Regions from separate parts of the Anas platyrhynchos genome. Here region 2 is linked to region 1. Evidence: chromatin contacts called from public Hi-C data. All regions are on one chromosome and are shown on one strand. Each heading gives the region's core, a stretch centred on a gene start, on an enhancer-like site or on the middle of the called end of the contact. The rest is flanking DNA. Distances are from core to core; before and after follow the strand shown. Region 1 holds the start of GDAP1L1 (ganglioside induced differentiation associated protein 1 like 1). Region 2 holds the start of ADA (adenosine deaminase).

What was found. A called contact is a pair of places that touch in the nucleus more often than the background predicts.
Region 2: a contact with region 1 is called in a Hi-C map of subcutaneous adipose tissue, with 2.2 times the contacts expected there. The contact joins the promoter of ADA here to the promoter of GDAP1L1 in region 1. A contact is called at or near these places in 2 of 8 Hi-C or Micro-C datasets (liver and subcutaneous adipose tissue).

Annotation. Positions count from the first base shown.
Region 1 is chr21:4,454,482-4,458,700 of IASCAAS_PekinDuck_T2T, forward strand. GDAP1L1 (ganglioside induced differentiation associated protein 1 like 1) reads left to right here and starts at 1,825. Exons shown (of 6, transcript XM_005016360.6): 1 at 1,825-2,642. The coding sequence starts at 2,463. LOC113839641 (a long non-coding RNA gene) reads right to left here. Exons shown (of 3, transcript XR_003492173.3): 2 at 1-415.
Region 2 is chr21:4,608,987-4,613,205 of IASCAAS_PekinDuck_T2T, forward strand. It overlaps ADA (adenosine deaminase), which reads right to left and starts at 2,147. Exons shown (of 11, transcript XM_072026547.1): 1 at 2,073-2,147. The coding sequence starts at 2,132.

The DNA.
Region 1 (4,219 bases), core at 575-3,074:
CTTACTTCGCTCTTAAGCTTTGCCACTTCATACAGTTACTTAGCAAGCAATAGTGGCTGGTGCTCTCAAGGTAACTGATTCCTAAGTTTTGTCTTCCATATCTCCCTTACCTACCTCTGAGTTAGGAAGGAGGAAGAGGGATGTGTAGGTACTTAATTAATTTGTTGCTGCTGTTTTTCAAAGGATTAACACTTTGAAAGTGCTAATTTTCTTTTCCATGTTTTGTTTCCATCCCCTCTTTCAAAGGCCCGATGTGCCTGGGGAAGGAAGGAAATAGGAAGTTCAGCAAGTCCAAGATACATCCAGGAGTTTAGGGAGGCGAGAGGTGAATTCAAATTGCCACAAGACTGGGTGAGAGGAAGGGTTCTCTGGACACGTTTCCATGGAGTTCCTTGCAAGGCAGGATAACTAGTAGCTAGAGGGAGAAAAAAAAAGAGGCAAAAGCTCAGTGGTGGCATATCCTGCCCGAACTGCTATTTGTGAGAGTATTTAAACATCCAGTGAGGCCTGCAGCCTGGAAACTCTCACTGGAAACTCAGACTTTTTTAGCAAACAGCACCTGGTCTGGGAACGTCTGCACAGCACCGCTGCCCTGACCAGCGCTGCAGCCCTCAGACCCACCTGCTGATGGGACTGGACAGGGGGTGTCCCCTGTGACACCCCGTTCCTTGCCATTCCTCTACCCGCAGCAGCATAACGTCGATAAAACCAGAGGCAATCGAGGCAATCCTTCACTGCGGTCTGCCTGCTCCCAGAGGGCTGCCCGAAGGCCAGGAGAGCTTGTCTGGAGGAACCTGATGCCAGCTGGAGCCCACAAATATTGTCCCTCTCGCCCTAACGCCGTCCCTCCTACATCAGCAGCACCAGGACGTGTTTTTTCAGCATCCCCCCTCCACCCGCAGCATTTTACAAGCGACTTGCCTATCTGATTTCAGGGCCAGTTCAGCCGAAGCCTGGTGCAGAAGGGCACCTGGGATCGATGACATTTATTTCTCACCTTACAGAAGCCAAACCGAGCCCTGGCTGAGCTTTACCTCGGCAGACGCTGAATCAGGACACCCAGAAAAAGAAAAAAGAAAAAAGATTGTGGCTGAGTTCTGCAGCTCCGCGTGGAGCTGGGGCCAGGACGATGGCAAGGTCAGGCAAGGTCAGGCCCCGCTAAAGGCGCCCGCACCGATCCTGCCCTTTTGCTCGGTTTGGCAAGCAAGGATTTGGGATTTTGCTCTGGCCAGCAAGGCGCTGGGTAAATGAACGCACTCAGAGGGGCCGCAGACCCGCAGGACACGAGGGATGCAGAGGGTGCTCCTTGCTCCATTCCCAGCTGCGCAGCAGCTTCAGCACCAAACGTGCCACTAGATGGAGCCTGCCAGACACCGACCCGCAGGAGGAAACGGTTCTGGTTCTCCCAAGCGATTCCTTCCCTTTTCTACAGCCAGAGATGCCCCTTCCCTGTGTCAGGATCCCCAGAGGATGCTGCCTGCCAGCAGCAGGGACAGCCGAGTACAGACAGCACCACGCAGCTCGGCGCTGGGGCCGGCTCCTTCCCCAGCCACCAAGTTGCTCGGTTGGCAGCAGCAAAGGCCACCAACAAGGTTTTGCAGCCCTGGCACCCATCACCTGGGAGCAGGACGTCCTGACACCAAGGGGAGAGCCAGTACCCCCCAAAACTGCTCCTCTCTCTGGCAGCCAGTCCCACCCGCGGGGAATTGCCCCCAGCCAGATGGAGCAGGAGCGTGACGAGGCCAAGCGCCACCAAACCACCAGGCTGCCAGGCTGGCGCGTGCATAAAGGTGCCAGCTGGCCACACAAGGGCGTGCAAATCTCTGCTGGGATGCTTGTGTGCAAATCCCTGCTGGGACGCCTGCAGCGCACAGAGGGCAACAGCCACAGGGACCCCTCGGCTTCCCAAGTGCACAAACCCCGCAGCCATACAGCTTTGTCCCACCTTGCAACTGTGAAATAGCCCCTAACAACACCCGTTAGCCAGGAATAGACTCGTGCTCTCCCAAAAGCACTGAATATCCATAAAGAACCATTGCTGCTGCTTTCCATTCAAGGCTGTAAAGCAGGCAAGACGCCCGCTGGACATTTTAAAGCCGGCATCCGCAGCTGAAGCCATTTATCACCCATCAGCCCTACCTACGACAGCGAAAACCCTTTAACCCCTGCTGGGAAACATCGAGGCTCGGAGCTGCCCCGGATTGCTGAGCCAGCAGGCGTGCAGCGGGAGCCCCCGGCGCCACCTCGCCCATCGTGGCGATGCTGCGAGCGTGCCTGCTCCCCAGGGAGCGCAGCCAGGAGCCGTGGGGCTGCGCGTCCACCCGCGCCAACGCCGTGCCCACGCCGTGCCCGCCGGGGCGCAGGGAGCTGGAGCTGCCCCGGGAGTGATGCTGCTGGCGGGAGCCCATGTGATGCTGGGCTAGCGCGGCTCCTCCATCGTCCCCCTCCGCTCGCAGGCTGTCATGGCGACTCCCAATAATGTCACTCCCACCAACTGCAGCTGGTGGCCCATCTCGGCTCTGGAAAACGACGCGGGGAAAGGCAAGGATGGGGAGGAAAATCAGGATCCGACAGATCCCGCTCTCAAAGCCCAGGACAGGCTGGTTTTGTACCACTGGACCCAGTCCTTCAGCTCCCAAAAGGTAAAGCGCTCGGCCGGCTTCTCGGGAAGAATCACCTCCAGCATCCAGGGCTCACCCTTGCCTCGGGAGGAGGGGGCTCGGGGAAGAGCCAGCAGCTATTTCCCCAGGCTGGCAAGGGGAGCGGCGTGTGCCGGGTCAGCTCTTTTGTACCCGCATTTCTGCGTTTCAACAGCATCTCCCTGGGGAAGGGATGTGGGAGGGGGGGGCTCAGCCAAATCCTGCTGTGGCCCTGAGACCAGGCTTTGCAGCGGGAGACGCCTCTGCTTTGTGTTCGCTCCCGACCCTCTCTCGTGTGGCGGGCGTGCAGACAAAGGCTGAGCCCGGGACCACCCTGCAGCTGGGGGCCGCGGGACCCCCGCGCCTCCCGGAGCAGGGAGCGACCCTGGGACACGGCCCCGTGCTGGGAACATTTTGCCCTGGCACTGCTGCAGCAGCCTGGAAATCCCAGTCCTGTGCAAGGCACCGCGGGGGAGGGTGGTGGGGGGGGGGAGTACAGCCAGAAACCCCATTTCTGGGTGGTGGTAAACGCTCATTTTGCGGCGCAGCAGCGGCGTATCAAACCTGACCTCCTGCCGGCCCCTCTGTCATTCCCCTGACACTGACACCAGAAGGGCAGTGAGCTACTTGGGGGGCACCCATGGGGCCCTGGGGTGCCCCACGGCAGGGATGTCCCCATCTGCTCGTGTGCACCACGGGCCCGTAGGCGCCCGATGCAGCAGGGCAGCCGCACACGCTCGGCCCCACCGTGCTGATCTGGATCTGCACCAGGAAGGGGATGCTCTCTGGGCTGCAGCAGGCAACGGGGGGGCTTTTATTTATTTTTTGGTTGTTGCTGACACAGCCTCTAGCAGCTGGGACCCCTCCTTGGGTCACAGGCACCCCCAGGAACCCTGGCACCCCAGGCTGCCCCTGCCTGGTCCCTGCTGGACCCGCTCTCAGGTCCCGATGGCAAAAGGGAATGGGGCAAGAGTGGGAGCCCAAGGGGGCACCTGGAGTGGCCCCAGCCAGGGTTTGTCCCTCGGGTGGGAAGAAAACGCTGGGAGCAATTTCCTATTGAGGGAAGCAGGCTTTTCCTTGCCTGACTTAAAAGGAAAAAAAATATTAATTTGTCAGCCCCATAAATAATTAATGGCTAATTCCCCAGGAACTCTGAAGTGCTCATAGAAATGCTTATATTTGTTAAGACATATTTTTAGCTGCTGCTGCTGCTTGGAGGAAAACAAGTGATTTGCCTTCATTCAGCAGTTCTGAGAAACATGGCTCTCTGACATCCCTGCGGGGTGTTTTGGCCTGCCTGACATACTTGGTTCACAATGGCCAGTTTTTTTATAATCCAGAAGCTTGAAATGGGATCCCGAGTGCACACTCAACAACACCCCAAGCACAGGAAAGAGCAGCCAGTCTCTCAGAGGAGGATGCTGAGCTGTGCACAGCACCCCAGGGCCCAGCAGGGACCCGATTCCTACACCCAGCCCTGTCCCCAGCTCCCTCCCCCAGCCGGGCTCCTGTCTGTACAAGGGGCCAGGGCTGCCCCAGAGGCAGCCTGGCAGGAAAGAAGAGGAGCAGACACCAGGGAG
Region 2 (4,219 bases), core at 897-3,396, 150 kb after region 1:
ATCAGTTGGTTGCTGACACCTGCTTCCCCCAAACAGCTTTCCAAAAATACTGGAAGTGTGCTTGTGCCAGACTTAGATTATCCAAAAAGACTTGTTTTCACACCTTTGTAGGCTTTTGTTGTTGTTCTTTAACAAAAGACACCAAAGAATGTCACACTGCAGCCCATTATAAGTGGCCAAGCAAGGGAAAAGTGTTTAAATTCTACCAGTAAGGGACTGTAAATGCTGATGCCGTGCATTAATGTGACACTTCAGCAAGAGTGGAAACTCTCAGCCCAAACACCCATTGCAAAAATGTTTGAGGCAAAGCCCTCACTCATACCAGCATTTCTCATTTAACTCCTGCAGCTCCCCTGCAGGGCAAACCCCTGCCCAGGCTGAGCACACCCTGGTCCCTGTGCTGGAGCCACTCCTTTCCTGCTGGGAAGCCTCAGGACCTTGCATGGTTAGTGGGAAATGCAAAGAAAGCCCTCTGCTTCCCCATGGGGACTTCATTCCCACACCACATTTGCAGGAGTGGAAGCAGCCCGAAGGCTGACAGCAGAGGGATGTGCTCAGGGGCTCTGGGGAGCCCCCCCTTGGGGCTGGAAGCTCCCTGGCCTTGCCCAGGAGATGCTGCACACCCAGCTGGGGGCAAGTGCCTGGTGCTGCTCCAAGGGCAGCCACAATGCTTGTTCCACGGGATACATCACTAGCCTGAGAATTGGAAAAAATAATTTGGTTTTCACAGTGAAAGAAACAAGCCACTGATAGGTACCCTAAGGTACCAGTGGTGCAGTCCCAGGGACACCAGGGGGTGCCCAGCTGGGTGACAACAAGCCCATGGGGGCACAGACACCTGCAGAGCCACGTGGGGAGCTGCGAGCTCATCCTCTAAGTGGATTACGGATAAAACAGCCAACTTGCACTGGGCATCAGGCCATGCTGAGGTATTGCGACCTGTCCTGGACATCTCCTGGGCCAAAAAGCAGCTCCAGGACCCCAGGACACTGGCACAGCATGGATTTGGGGGAGAGGCAGCAGAGAAAAGGCAGGGAAACAATGTCACTGCTTTGTGCCAAGGAGAAGAGCAGCGGTGTGGGTCTGGCAGTGCTTCAGACCTGGAAACACCTCCAAGGCCTGCTCGGAGCCACAGGTTATCCCAGGCCAGCAGCAGCCTGCTCTCCTCCAGCTCTGCATCACACGGAGCCCTCAGCACTGCAGGTGAGAGCAGCACACGGAGCCTGCAGCCCGGGGTGTCTGCGCTGTGGCTCTCTGCATCTCCAGAACCAGAGCTCCCCTGTGGGCCAAACCTGCCCAGGAGCAGCAGCACCGTGCCCAGGATGGTGCCTACTCAGCCCCACAGCACGCCAGGACCATCCTGCTCGCAGGGAGGAGCAGGAGGAAGGGAGCCAGGTCCCCTCCCTGCACGCTAGGAAATGCTGTGAGGAGCGGGGCGCTCACAGAGCAGCTCAAATGCAGCTCCTGCAGCTAAGCGCTAGCCCAGCTGTGGCTGCTGAACGCATCGCTATTCAAACCCATTTCTGAACAAGTGATCAGGAGGCACACGGCTGATTTTATCTCTGCAGGATGGGGCCCAGGGAGCTGAGGCTTGTGCACTTTTACACGTAGGCAAAGCTCTGCAGACCAAACCCCACGGTGCTCCCACAGCTCTTCCTCCCATTATCCAGGGCTGCCTTGGGAGTGAACTTCCATGCTCCCCAACCACTCCAGGCCTAAAAGAGCTTGCTCAGGCTTCACACCCCAGCACCACCCGCAGTCCCTGCACAGGGCAGGGTGACACGAACAGCACAAAACCTCTCCAGGCTGCTGCGTGCACACCTGAGAGCCACCCACAGCAAGCCAACCTCCTCCAGAGCAGGACACCCTGTGTGCCTGGGGTTATCTGCACACATTGAGCAACCCCGGCATACGCCAGGTAATTGGATTATCAGCGCTCAGCCGTATTCTGCCACCAGGGCCACCGAAGGACAGAGTTGCCCTGAGGACAGCACCCCTCCGGCAGCCTGCGGGGCTGGAGGTCAGCACCACAAATCCCCACTCCTGCTATGGAAAAAAGAAAATGCTCTCACCCAGCCCCAAATCCTCCAGGATGCTTCTGTCGGGCCGGAGCAGCGAGCACGGAGTAACATTGCCCCCCTCAGCCACTCCGGAACATCGCAGCTGCATCCCCAGCAGCACAACCCAAAGCCCAGGGGCCCCAGCAGGCAGGACCCGGGGGCCCCCATCTCCTGCTGAACCCCTCAGCCCTCCCGAGCCGTGTCAAGGGAGCTCTTGATGGAGGCCGATTTTTTTTCCCCAGGGCTCCACGCAATCAACTTTGTAATTCTGCACGGGGTTTAACTGGGCTCCCAGCCCCCCCTCCCAGCATTCGGCATGGGGCTGTGTACTGGGCCTGGCTGGGATGGATTGACTCCTTTTTGATGCCCAACGTGGGGCTCAAAGGGCTGAGATAACAGTAGATTTGATGAAAACACTTACAATTAACATACTTAGTTGTGAGTCACCATGTTTTCTGGCTTGCTGTTAATATTTTATGTGATCATGTTTTATGTGATCCATGCCACATTCTTCCTCCTACTGCATATCAGGTCAGAGTTTGTTAAAGGCTTTTTGTTTTTTTCCTCCAGTTTGCTGTGCTATAAAGCGCTGGCCTTGAGCCTAATCTGGTATTCAGGCCCTGCACTGCTATCATCTCTGTCCCTTGGAAACTTATCTTTGAGAAAATTAAGCTACACTCTCTTCGTTTCCTCCTCTGGACGTTGGTTTGTGGATGGTATCAGGAGTGGTACCTCCTTTCCCTGTGGGCTAATTACAGCAGCTTTGGAGTATTTTGACCATCTGTGGGTGACCAACACGCTCCTGCTTCAAGGTCTGCAGAACGCGTTGCTTTTCTCTCTGAGGTTGAGCACTTGGTGCAGGACACCACCCAAACACCTGCACAGCGTGGTGGAGGGTGGCAACGTGTGGGGCGGGATATGGGCAGGTACCTGTTACAGGATCTCCTCTGATGGGTTGGAGCTTCACCCCAAACCACAAAATCCTAAAAAAAAATGATGGTGTCTGAAGATATATGTCCTGCCTCTGTCAATGCCAGAGAAGCACAGCTGGCAGCTCTGCGATGGGGCCGGGCCTGTGCCTACCCAGCAGGAATTAGCACTGCCCAGTTACTGCCTCCTCTTCATAACTAGAGCCCCCCTCTCCTTCCCCACCTCGTATTGCTCTGTATGACACCCTACAGCTCGGTGTGATGCCCTCCTGCCCTGCCGTGGCCAGGCACTGCCTTGGAGGGGAGCAGGGCTGCAGTAGGACATGGGAGCCACTGCATGGGGCACCCCAGCACCAGGGGAAGCACCCCGTGTCTGAACCCCACCACAGCAGGGTGCAGCACTGGGTTATCACAGGCTCCAAGCCAGGCACCCAGCTCAGGCTGTACACGGCACTGCCAGAGCCCCAAGGGCTCCTTGCTCTTTTTAGTACCACCTGAAGCACAAAAGTAAAGAGCCCAGCACCGTTCCTACCTTCACCTCCATCCCCAGGCAGACAGATGGGTGGGTGCCCAAACCCAGAGGTGGCAGCTAGGGCCAACCAAGAGCACAGAGCATCACCACAACGTGGCAGGTCCCACGGTGAGCCAGGCAGTCCATCTGCAGGTCCTGAGTGATGGGGCATGGCTAGCACCGTGCCAGGAAGACAGCAGGTTAGGGTCAGGCTCAAGGTCCCCAAGGCCAGGCTGAGCTGCAGAGCAGCACCCCTCCTGCACAGCCCAAAAAAAAAACAAGGTCCTGAGATGAGCTTAAATAGAGCTCCTGGGCTGCGCTGTGGGGACTCAGGTGAGGCTGGTCAGGGCCATGAGGGCCCTCAGTGACACCTGTAGCATCACCTGGGCACATTTGCTGACGTCTCTGTCACCCCGTGCTGTCAAACCCAGCAGATATCGGGGTTTGGGGTTCACAGGGCTGCCGGTCTGGGCTGTGTGCCTTCCCCAGCCTCTCTCTCCAGTCAATCTGATCTGCTGGGAGCCAGGAGCATCCCCCGAGGATGCTGGAGACATGGGGATTATCTCTCCTACCCCCCAAATCTCTTGGCACTGACAGCCGCTGTATCACGGGCAGCCCATGTAGCTATTACTGCCAGGCACCGGGGTTATTGCGTGGGGTGCTGCACCAGGGAGAAGCAGCAGGAAGGGACAGAAAGGCAGGTGAAGGAGAGGAGAGGA